Linked DNA regions of Mus musculus: all the other regions are linked to region 1. The links are chromatin contacts, called in public promoter capture Hi-C maps. All regions are on one chromosome and are shown on one strand. The core of a region is the stretch at or near the end of the contact, and the rest is flanking DNA. Distances in the headings are between cores, read along the strand shown.

Region 1 (2,980 bases), core at 151-2,650:
CTTTTAATTTAAATATAGAATGATGAAATAAGGCTAATTTACTCATCACCCAGATATAACATTTTTAAAATGAAAGTAGCAGATTTTCGTCTCTCTCTGACGTGTACAATATTTCATGATCAACTATACTGAGCATACTGTACTAAGCTACATCCCTCACTCCTCCTATCTGGGTCGGGAACATGGGGGACTGATTGTCAGGGAGGGTTCAACTCTAGAACCATTCCAACAATTCTTTCTTGCTTGGGAACTGTATGTTTCAGATTGTACCGCGCACCACGTGGGCAACAAACCACATTCCTCAAAATACAGAGGTTTCCTGTTTCAAACAAGTCCTCCACAAACACAATTAAGACCATCAGGAAGGCACACCAACCAAGACCAGTTCCCTCAGAACTAGGAGCACTCATTATTCACTTAATTGCTTCTGAAAATTTTAAAACAGTTGCTAAATTCTTAGGTATCCGAGGGTCATTTCATCGATCAAAAACCGTTCCGTTTATAATACAACAAAGCAAATCTCGAGGATCCTTAAGCAATCCCACAACCATGGGGAATAACGGAACCAGCCGTACACTAGAGCAATAAAGTAGCCTCACAAAACCACACACACTCCCAGAGAAAACTTTTCTAGACCTAAAGTTAGGCCTCGGGGGTCCTTTGAGATGCTGGAAGCCAGTAAACTTGTATCCCAATTACCAATGCCCGCTCCATTCACTGCCAGTGTTGTGGCTCCTGGCGCTTTCAGCTGCCAACGTTGGACAAGCTGTAGAGGAGCAAGAAAGCCAGTGGGGTTTGGAGAGGGAACAGTGGCGGACGCACACTAGGGATCACCAGAGATCAGGGATGGGAGGATCCGAACCAAGGGACAAGCGAGGATCAGGGATAGGTAAACGCACACCAAGGATGCGCGGGGGCGCAGGATTGAAGGACCAGCGCCGGGGATAAGAAGGGACCAAGGATGGGAGGGCCAGCACCAGGGATGCGCGGGTTCCTGGGGCAGGAGGATCTAGGACCTGAGCGCCGCTCCCCGGGCCAGAGCTGTAGGAGACGAAAGATGGGCGAAGGCTCCTTCAGTACTAGCTGGAATAGCCTCAGCAGGACTTCTGGAAACTTCCTTGGCAGAAGGGCTCTCAGCAAGATGCCGCCTGGACCCGGGCCGCAGCCCCCACCCCCGCTGGGCGTCCCGGGGTGGACCCGGCTCACAAAGCCCCGCGTGACGCCCTCTAGGTCCGGCCCCGCCCACGCGTCACCACACCGGCGCGGAGCTGAGCTTCTGCCCACTCTGACCTTCCAAAGGCGCACGGGTAGCCAGCGGTCCGCTCCGAGCCCGAGAGCCCACGGAGAGCGCGCAACTGCAGGCCCCACACACCCTCCGGCCTCAGCCAGGCCCAGGCCACGTCGGACCGCGCCTGCGCACTCCGTACCGGCTGCCCTGGGGCCGCCGAAGGGACCCGCAGTGCCACGGCAATGACAGCTTCCGGCCGCCAGGGGGAGACCTGGGTCGGGCACTGAGGATTGGGAGAACAAATGGTTGCCTGGAACCTGGGACCTTGCCTGACCTGTGCAAAGTGTTAAATCTGTGACATAAAAACAAAACAAACTAACAAACAAAAACCTCACAAGGCTGGGGGCTGGAGAGACGGCTCAGCAGTGAAGAAGAGGTCATTATTTTTTATTTGCTCTGTAATCCATAAAGAACACACCATAATAATTTATAAGTGCAACAATTAAAAGTGAATAAAAGATTTGAGTAGATCCTTCTTTAGACAAGATATACAGACCACCAGAAAGAATATCAAAAGATAGTGAATCCGCCGGGCGTGGTGGCACACGCCTTTAATCCCAGCACTCTGGAGGCAGAGGCAGGCAGATTTCTGAGTTCGAGGCCAGCCTGGTCTACAAAGAGAGTTCCGGGACAGCCAGGGCTATACTGAGAAACCCTGTCTCGAAAACAAACAAACAAACAAACAAAAGATAGTGACTATCACGAGTCTTCAGGCTAACTCAAATCAAAATGAGATGTAACTTCTGTCTCATTAGAATGGCTGTAATCAAAAGATAAGCAGAAAAGGGTTTGGCAAGATGGTTTTTTTTCCGGTCCTCCTGCCTTACTGGTGGGAGTGTTAAGTAACCAAAACCAGCCCAGCAAAGTCTACCCCTAGTTAGAATTGTTCATAAAATTATCCATTTATCTTGATTCAAATAATTCAGTCGTTGTAAAATTCCTTTCCCTCTCTTGACACCACCTGTAATCACCTGGGTAGAGTCCCGATGAGAGATGGTCTGCGTTAGGTTGGATGTGTGGGGGGTGTCTTAAGTTAATTGATGTGGCATGACCCAGCTCACTGTGGGCAGCACCATTTCCAAGATAGGAGGCCTTGAAAGAATGGAGAAAATGCACTAGGCACAAGCAATCAGGCAGGCAAGCCTGAGTTAATTCCTTTCTCCCTGCTCTTGACTGTAGGTGTGATATATCTAGATGTTTGATTTCCTGCTTGACTTTCTCATAATACTGGATTATAACCTGGACCAGTGACCTGAGTTAAACCTCTTCTTATTCCTCTGAATCATAGCAACAAATATAACTAGGACACACTCCTATTTATTTTGTTTAAGTGAATCAGGTAGGATTTTATAATGGCATCCTGCCTTTATTCTTTAACTGCTTTCAAATCATATGCTCAAAATCATTTTACAATGTCATATCTAGTGTGTGTGTGTGTGTGTGTGTGTGTGTGTGTTAGACAAAGAATCCCTCCATTTCTTCAGGCAATAAAATTAAGTCACTTGTCTACAGATCTACTTGCTACCAATTATAGTTACTCACACACTCAATTTCTAGGAAATACTTCAAAATGGCTTTACAAAGATTGACAATTTGGAGTGATTGGGACCAGGTATTTCCAGCATGCAGTGTTCAAATTAATGTCTTCATCCTCTAGTGGTATCTAGATGGGACACACACACACACACACAC
Region 2 (2,980 bases), core at 279-2,778, 200 kb after region 1:
AAGAAAGCAACAAGCATAGCGGTCAGTAGATGATGTAACTGAATTCATAGAAGTGGCAATGAGCAAATGGTTGAGGTTTACCAACCAGGCACTTGGGATGCTAAATCAGAAAGACCATCATTGTGAGATGGGCTTGGGCTACACAGTGGGTCAAAGACCAGCCTAGGTCATAGAGTGAGCCCTTATCTCAAAATCAAGCAAACAAAAAGTAGGTGAGCTCTGGAGTACAAATGTTTGGAGAGAAGCGTCTTTGAACTTGCTCTCTTGACAATACAGCTCATTCAGCTCCCCCTACATTTTTATTTTATTTTAAATGAGATGGAGTCTCAGACAAGGCTACCTTGGTCCTGGCTCCATAGCTAAAGATGGCCTTGAACTCTGTCTCCACCTTTAAAGTGTTGGGAGTACAAGTAAGTGCCACCATGCTGAGTTTATGTGGTGCTGGGAGTGGACTCCAAAGTCTCTAGCTGTTCGAGTGCTCCACCATCTGAGCTCCATGTTCAGTTCCACCACACGTCCCCCTCCCCCTCATCTTAAGTGAGGCACACGCATATCCACATAGAAAAGACTCACATGCCCAGGACAAGCAGAACAGAGACAGCATAGCTTTTATCACAACGGTGTCTCAGAGTTAGGCCCCATGCCTGTCTCTACCTGGAAAACCAATAAACGTGGACAGAAACAGTGTAATCCAGGAGCTAGGCACTGGTGAACAACGAGCTGTCACGAAGATTTAGGCAGCCCAGTGCTTTGTTGGTTCACTTTTAAGCCAAAAAATGGGGGGGGGGGGCGGTCCTCCGGGTGAAAATCCATCAACAAAAAGTAACCAACATGTCCCAGAGCTCAGTGCTTCAGATCATATAGACCAGGGAGCCAACTGGGTCTTTGAATAAAAAAGAACCCAAGACACCAAAGAAACCAAGCTTCTCTTCTCCCCAAAGCATCTAAACAAGCCCAGGCACGGAAGGCTCCCGTTCCATCGTTCCTTTATAGGATTGTGACATTTATCCGTGTAGTCTTTAATGATTATCTGTGTGACTGGCGGTCGTAGAAACCATGGTTCTATTCATTCATTAGATGGTTTCTCAGAGGACTGAGAGGGCGGGAAGGAGAAAGACTGAATGGGGGAGGGGGCTGAGGTGAAATTCATCATAGAAGGCGATGTCCCTTGCAGCTCGCCCTTTTGGAGTGGAGGCTGCGCAGGACTCGTAAAGACATAAGAAGGGAAACTTTGACAGGAAAGGGATGCTTTCCCCTGAGCCTAGGGGGGAAAAAAAAACTGAAGCCCACCACATATCGCCACAAAAGTTCAGCACACCACACCTGCCTTCCCCAGATGGGGCTCCCCGCGCAAACGCCTCCTCGTCCTCCAACCAGGGTGTAAGCTCCTCCCTCGTTAGAACGCCGTGCTGTCCTAGCTCCAGAGCGCCTGGGCTGCCTGGCGGCGGGGAGTGGGCCCAGCTCTCTGCCATTGGTCGCATGGCCCCGGAGGGAGGAGGGACAGCGCAGAGCCCAGCGCAGCCTACCGGGTGCCCACTCCCATTGCGCTCGCCGCTCGTGCGCTCTGCTCTCGCTCCGCGCCCCCGCGAGGTGCATTCCCTAGGATCGTCGTGGGGCGCACGTCGTCAAGACAGGGCCGCTGCCCCACCCCAGCGCCGGAGTCCAGATCTGCACATCAGTGAGCACAAGAGTTGGGAACTAAAACGAACCGGTCACAGAGCAATGGCAGTGGGCTGGTCCCTAGAGAGGGCCTCCGGACGCCCCGCCTAGGGTGGCAGGGGGTTCCTTAGCTTCGGGATGCTTCATCCCGACTCTCCTGGGACTACTTGAGATTTGGCTCCTTGCTGTGGAACGCCTCCCGAATCTTTTCTTTTCTTAGCTGGCCCCGGAAGCCCAGCTCTCAGGGTCTCTGGGAGACTGGGCCAGCCAACTACAGCTGGATTCACCAGGGGCCGGGCAGGCAATGTCCTTGGCCCTGGGATGACCCGCCTGATTCCTGGGCTCGGGGAGTCAGGAAAGTCTGCCCTCCAGTCCGCGCTGCTGCAAAGGATGATTCCTCTGCGGGCAGTTTACACTTTGTAATACGTTTCTGATGCCTTTTGTGTGGGGTTTGAGGTGTATGAGAGCATTTCTTTATTTCTAGGGTCATCTGCTTTTCCTGGGGAGTCGCCACAGGCACATTGACGGCTGGCGTTTCTCTGTCCTGTATTCCCTTGAGTCTCCTCGCCTGGCTGCGAATTCGGATAAGTTCTTCCCGCTGAACTCTTGGGTTCCCCAGCGGAGCTTTCTTAGCTCCCCCCAAAACCGGGTAAGCAATTCACTCTCAACCCTTCTCTTTCCCGGGATGTGAGAGGCGAGATTGCCTGCAGTCCTGCACCTCCCAGGCAAGCGGGAGGTGCGCGCATTATGGGCAAATGTTTGAGTTCTCATTAAGACCGAAGAAAAAGCAACACTCCCTCCTCCTGAGAGAACAGAGAGCCACATTCATTCGCAGAAACGTCTTGAAGATCAGGTTTGTGGACTGTGCCTGTGTGCCTTGTGCGGTCAGGTGTCTGGTGCCGGGGGCTCCCCCAGGTTTAGTGTCAGGGACTCCAGGGACTAGGTCTGTTTCTTAATGTCCTCCGTTTTCTCTGCCGATTTGTCTTCCTGGCAAGAATGTTCTGTTGAAGCACTTCAATTCAGTGGGTCTTGTCTCACAGTGCTTTGTTTAGAGGAAGGTCAAAGCTATCCTGTTGGACTTGGCTCCCAATGCAGGTACCAGAGCAGGTGAATGGACAACTGCTCCCAATGCTGGTGAATGGACAACTGCAGGCCCTGAACTGAGGTCCACCCAGAAACCACTCCTTAGGATGCTTGTTCTAGGATACTTTTCCGTTTCTGTGCCTCCGATTCACTGTGCAGGCAACAGGAAAGAGACAAGACTGTTGAGTCTTTTCCTAAAACATTTACTTTTTTTCTGCCATCCTACTGCCCAATACAC
Region 3 (2,980 bases), core at 208-2,707, 130 kb before region 1:
GATTCAGGTGGATAGAGAGGTATGGAATAAAAGACATGCATGTGTTTCTCCGGAGTGCACGCACCACCCAAGCCAGCACATCACAGGATGTGGGAACATCTTTTAAATGTTCTTACATATAACCTCTCTTGAAATCCCTCCTAACCTGCATTCATGAAACATTCCATACCTAAAACGCTGCCCTACTTTCCTTTCCCATTGAAAGGCGATATATTTAGGAACAGTCATGACACGGTCGTTCCCCACCCCCCCCCCGCCCCCTTCGGAACACCCTGCAGTGTGGCAGCTGAGCGCGCGTGCACAGTAACCTGGGCACACATTCACAGGTGCAGTCAGAGAGGGAGCCCTGTTTGAATGAAATCTTCTTGTTACTTCTCTCACCCACAAGGATTTCCTTGCCAAATCCAGTGGCGATGCCTCAGAAACCTGATTTTCAAAAGCAGCCTCTTTTGTGGGGCAATGCGGCGCTGTGTGTGCGCTCCCCCTAGGAGGAAAATGTCTTTTCCTCTCTGCATGCTTTTAGCACTGCAGGTACTAATTCGTACACAAGGCTTCCTGGCTGTCCCCAGAGGAACTTGAGACCATGCAAAAAGGTACTTGCAACGCCTACACTGCAGCCCCCATCACCAGGCACATGCCACCCTCCTGGGCACTCGGGAAAGCATGCACACAATAAGAGGCCAGGCCCAGCCACTCCTTCCTTGCCCACTTGGTCCTAGCTCCACAGTCAATCCTGACAATGACAAGCGCCTCTCCCAGCTCCTCCGCGGCTCTCTATCTCCAACAACAAGGGGATGGAAAGCCTTGGAGGGCCCAACCCGCCAGACTCCCTATTTAAAGCCGGTGGCACCAGACAAAAGAGGCAGGAGCCAGCAACCCTGGGGCCGCGGGCACACAACGCTTCCTGGCCGGACCAAACTAGCCAGCCCAGAGCAGCCGTCTTTCGAGGAACGGCGGGCGGGGCGGCTGCTGCCCAGTGGGGTCCATCCTGGCCAGGGCTTCCAGGGCTGCGGTCAGACGGCACCACGGGGCCTGCCCGCACCTTCCCCAGCCCAGGCAAAGCACGCACCGGTCGCGGGTGGAGGCTGGGTTGTCTGTGGCCGGCTGCTGGAGCTGTCCTCGCCGGGCTGGGCGCGGCTGGGGCTGCGGAGCACGAGCGTCTGGAAGCTGCGACCGCTAGTGCACTGATGCGCTGGAGCTGGTCCTCATTGAAATGCGGTTCTCCGCTCAGCCTCACTCCAGCCTCTCTCCCGAGGAGGGCGGTGGCGCGCAAGCTTTTCTTGTGTCTCACTCGCTCACATGCCCTCCCTTCTCCCTCCTTCTCCTGCTCCGCCCTCCGCCCTCCTTGGCAGGGCGCGCCCACCGTGGCTGAGTCCAGGGTCCTCCCTCCTCTAGCCAGGCTTCTGGTTGCAATGGTCTTGGTAATCTGGATTGCCTGGACACCCCTCCGCTCCCAAGCCTCCCCAGTCGCTAGAAGGACTTGCCAGAGGATGGGGGCAGATTGGTTGGTGGCTCAGGGAACTGAGAAAGAATATCGATAGAGATGAATCTGAAGCAGGTCATGTGCTGGGCAGAGAAGTGGTCCAGTATTGAGGTCGCCTTCATCAAAGGAGACCAGAGGAACTCACCCACCTACCCACACACCCCTACATCTTTTCATTTGGCATTGTGGTTTGACACGCCCTTCCCAGGAATAGGGAAGCCAGTAGGATTGCCCCTCAAAACTGCTTTTTCTGAACTGTCCTGGGAGACCAGATCTGGACCCTTCAAACTAAGCAATGTAAAGTAATCCTCAGTCTCCCTACTTGGGGAGGGCCACGTTCCACTCGTCATTCGCGATTGACCCCAAGACATGAGTCACTGTTGAGATGGTGGCCTCCTGCTTAGGGCTTTATTTCACAATAAGCTTTTGATAACTTAAGGCCACACTTAGACTGCTCTTGGAGGCCTCTTGGCTGCAAGACTGGCAGTCTGTCAGGGTGGAAAGTCCCATAAGCTTACACAAGCCTTCCCTCCCCGAACAAGAATGTTCTCAGAACCCAGATGTTCACAGCTTCCACTGGATACAATTCTGGGGACTGGGACCCCATCCCAGGTATCTCTGAAACATTTGCATGGCTCAGTATGCAGCCTAAATATATATATTTAAAAGTCATTAGACAATACATAGACACATGCCAATATATGTATTTGTTTGTCTTACTGACTCTGGGCTGCTCAATAAAAAACACAAAATTAATTTTTTCTGCCCACTGGGTCCAGTTATGTATTTTACTATTTATTGTTACTAAAAGTTATTCTGAAATTCTCCTGAAGTATTCTGTTCATGCTGATTACCCTTTGTTAGAAAATGCAGCCAACTGGGATATGTATTACATATTCAATAAATGATGAGATATCTACTTCTGAGCTACTCAAGAGGCCAGAGATGAGTGTAGAATGCACTCACCAAATTAACTAGATGCAAAGTCCCACGCTCTGCTTCTTCAAATTCTAGTGCAAAAGTAAGGCTCAGAGCTAAGCCAAGAGATGGACACCAAACAAGTCTGTTTCATTGAGACCAGAAATCAAGACCTCCACTTATCTTGCCAGTGAGAAGTCCCCAGTGATTTCTTCCAAGTGTGTGACTAATAGAGATCCTACCTCGAACCTCCCCCCAGTGGACATGCTGTCAAGGTCATTTCATTTTATAAATGACTTATTTATCTCAATTTTATGTGTATGAATGTTTGCCTACATGTATGTATGCATAGCACATGTGTGCAGTGCTCCTGGAGACCAGGAGAGGATGTGGTATCCCCTAGAGCTGGAGTTGCAGGTGTTTGTAAGCCACTGTGTGGGTGCTGGGAACTGAACCCAGGTCCTCTGCAAATGTAACAAGAGCTCCTACCCACTGAGCCATCTCTCCAGCCTCCTCGAGGTAATTTATTAAGCATTTTATATGACTTAACCGTATCTTACCATGGTCCTAGTGTTACAG

The links. Capture Hi-C pulls out chosen DNA fragments and counts their contacts.
Region 2: a contact with region 1 is called in a promoter capture Hi-C map of pancreatic islet. The contact joins the promoter of Sertm1 here to the promoter of Spg20 in region 1. A contact is called at or near these places in 2 of 39 promoter capture datasets (hippocampal neurons and stem cell-derived epiblast-like cells), 2 of 115 datasets of contacts at active chromatin or transcription factors (embryonic stem cells and forebrain) and 2 of 9 other capture datasets (liver and pancreatic islet).
Region 3: a promoter capture Hi-C map of pancreatic islet shows a contact between it and region 1. The contact joins the promoter of Dclk1 here to the promoter of Spg20 in region 1. A contact is called at or near these places in 2 of 9 other capture datasets (adipose tissue and pancreatic islet).

What each region holds. Positions count from the first base shown.
Region 1 is chr3:55,110,528-55,113,507 of GRCm38.p6, reverse strand. Spg20 (spastic paraplegia 20, spartin (Troyer syndrome) homolog (human)) reads right to left here and starts at 1,400. Exons shown (of 9, transcript NM_144895.2): 1 at 1,291-1,400.
Region 2 is chr3:54,914,435-54,917,414 of GRCm38.p6, reverse strand. Sertm1 (serine rich and transmembrane domain containing 1) reads left to right here and starts at 1,528. Exons shown (of 3, transcript NM_177854.4): 1 at 1,528-1,678; 2 at 2,144-2,308. Gm31358 (a long non-coding RNA gene) reads right to left here and starts at 1,396. Exons shown (of 4, transcript XR_375676.2): 1 at 1,324-1,396.
Region 3 is chr3:55,240,841-55,243,820 of GRCm38.p6, reverse strand. Dclk1 (doublecortin-like kinase 1) reads right to left here and starts at 1,457. Exons shown (of 17, transcript NM_001195538.2): 1 at 1,070-1,457.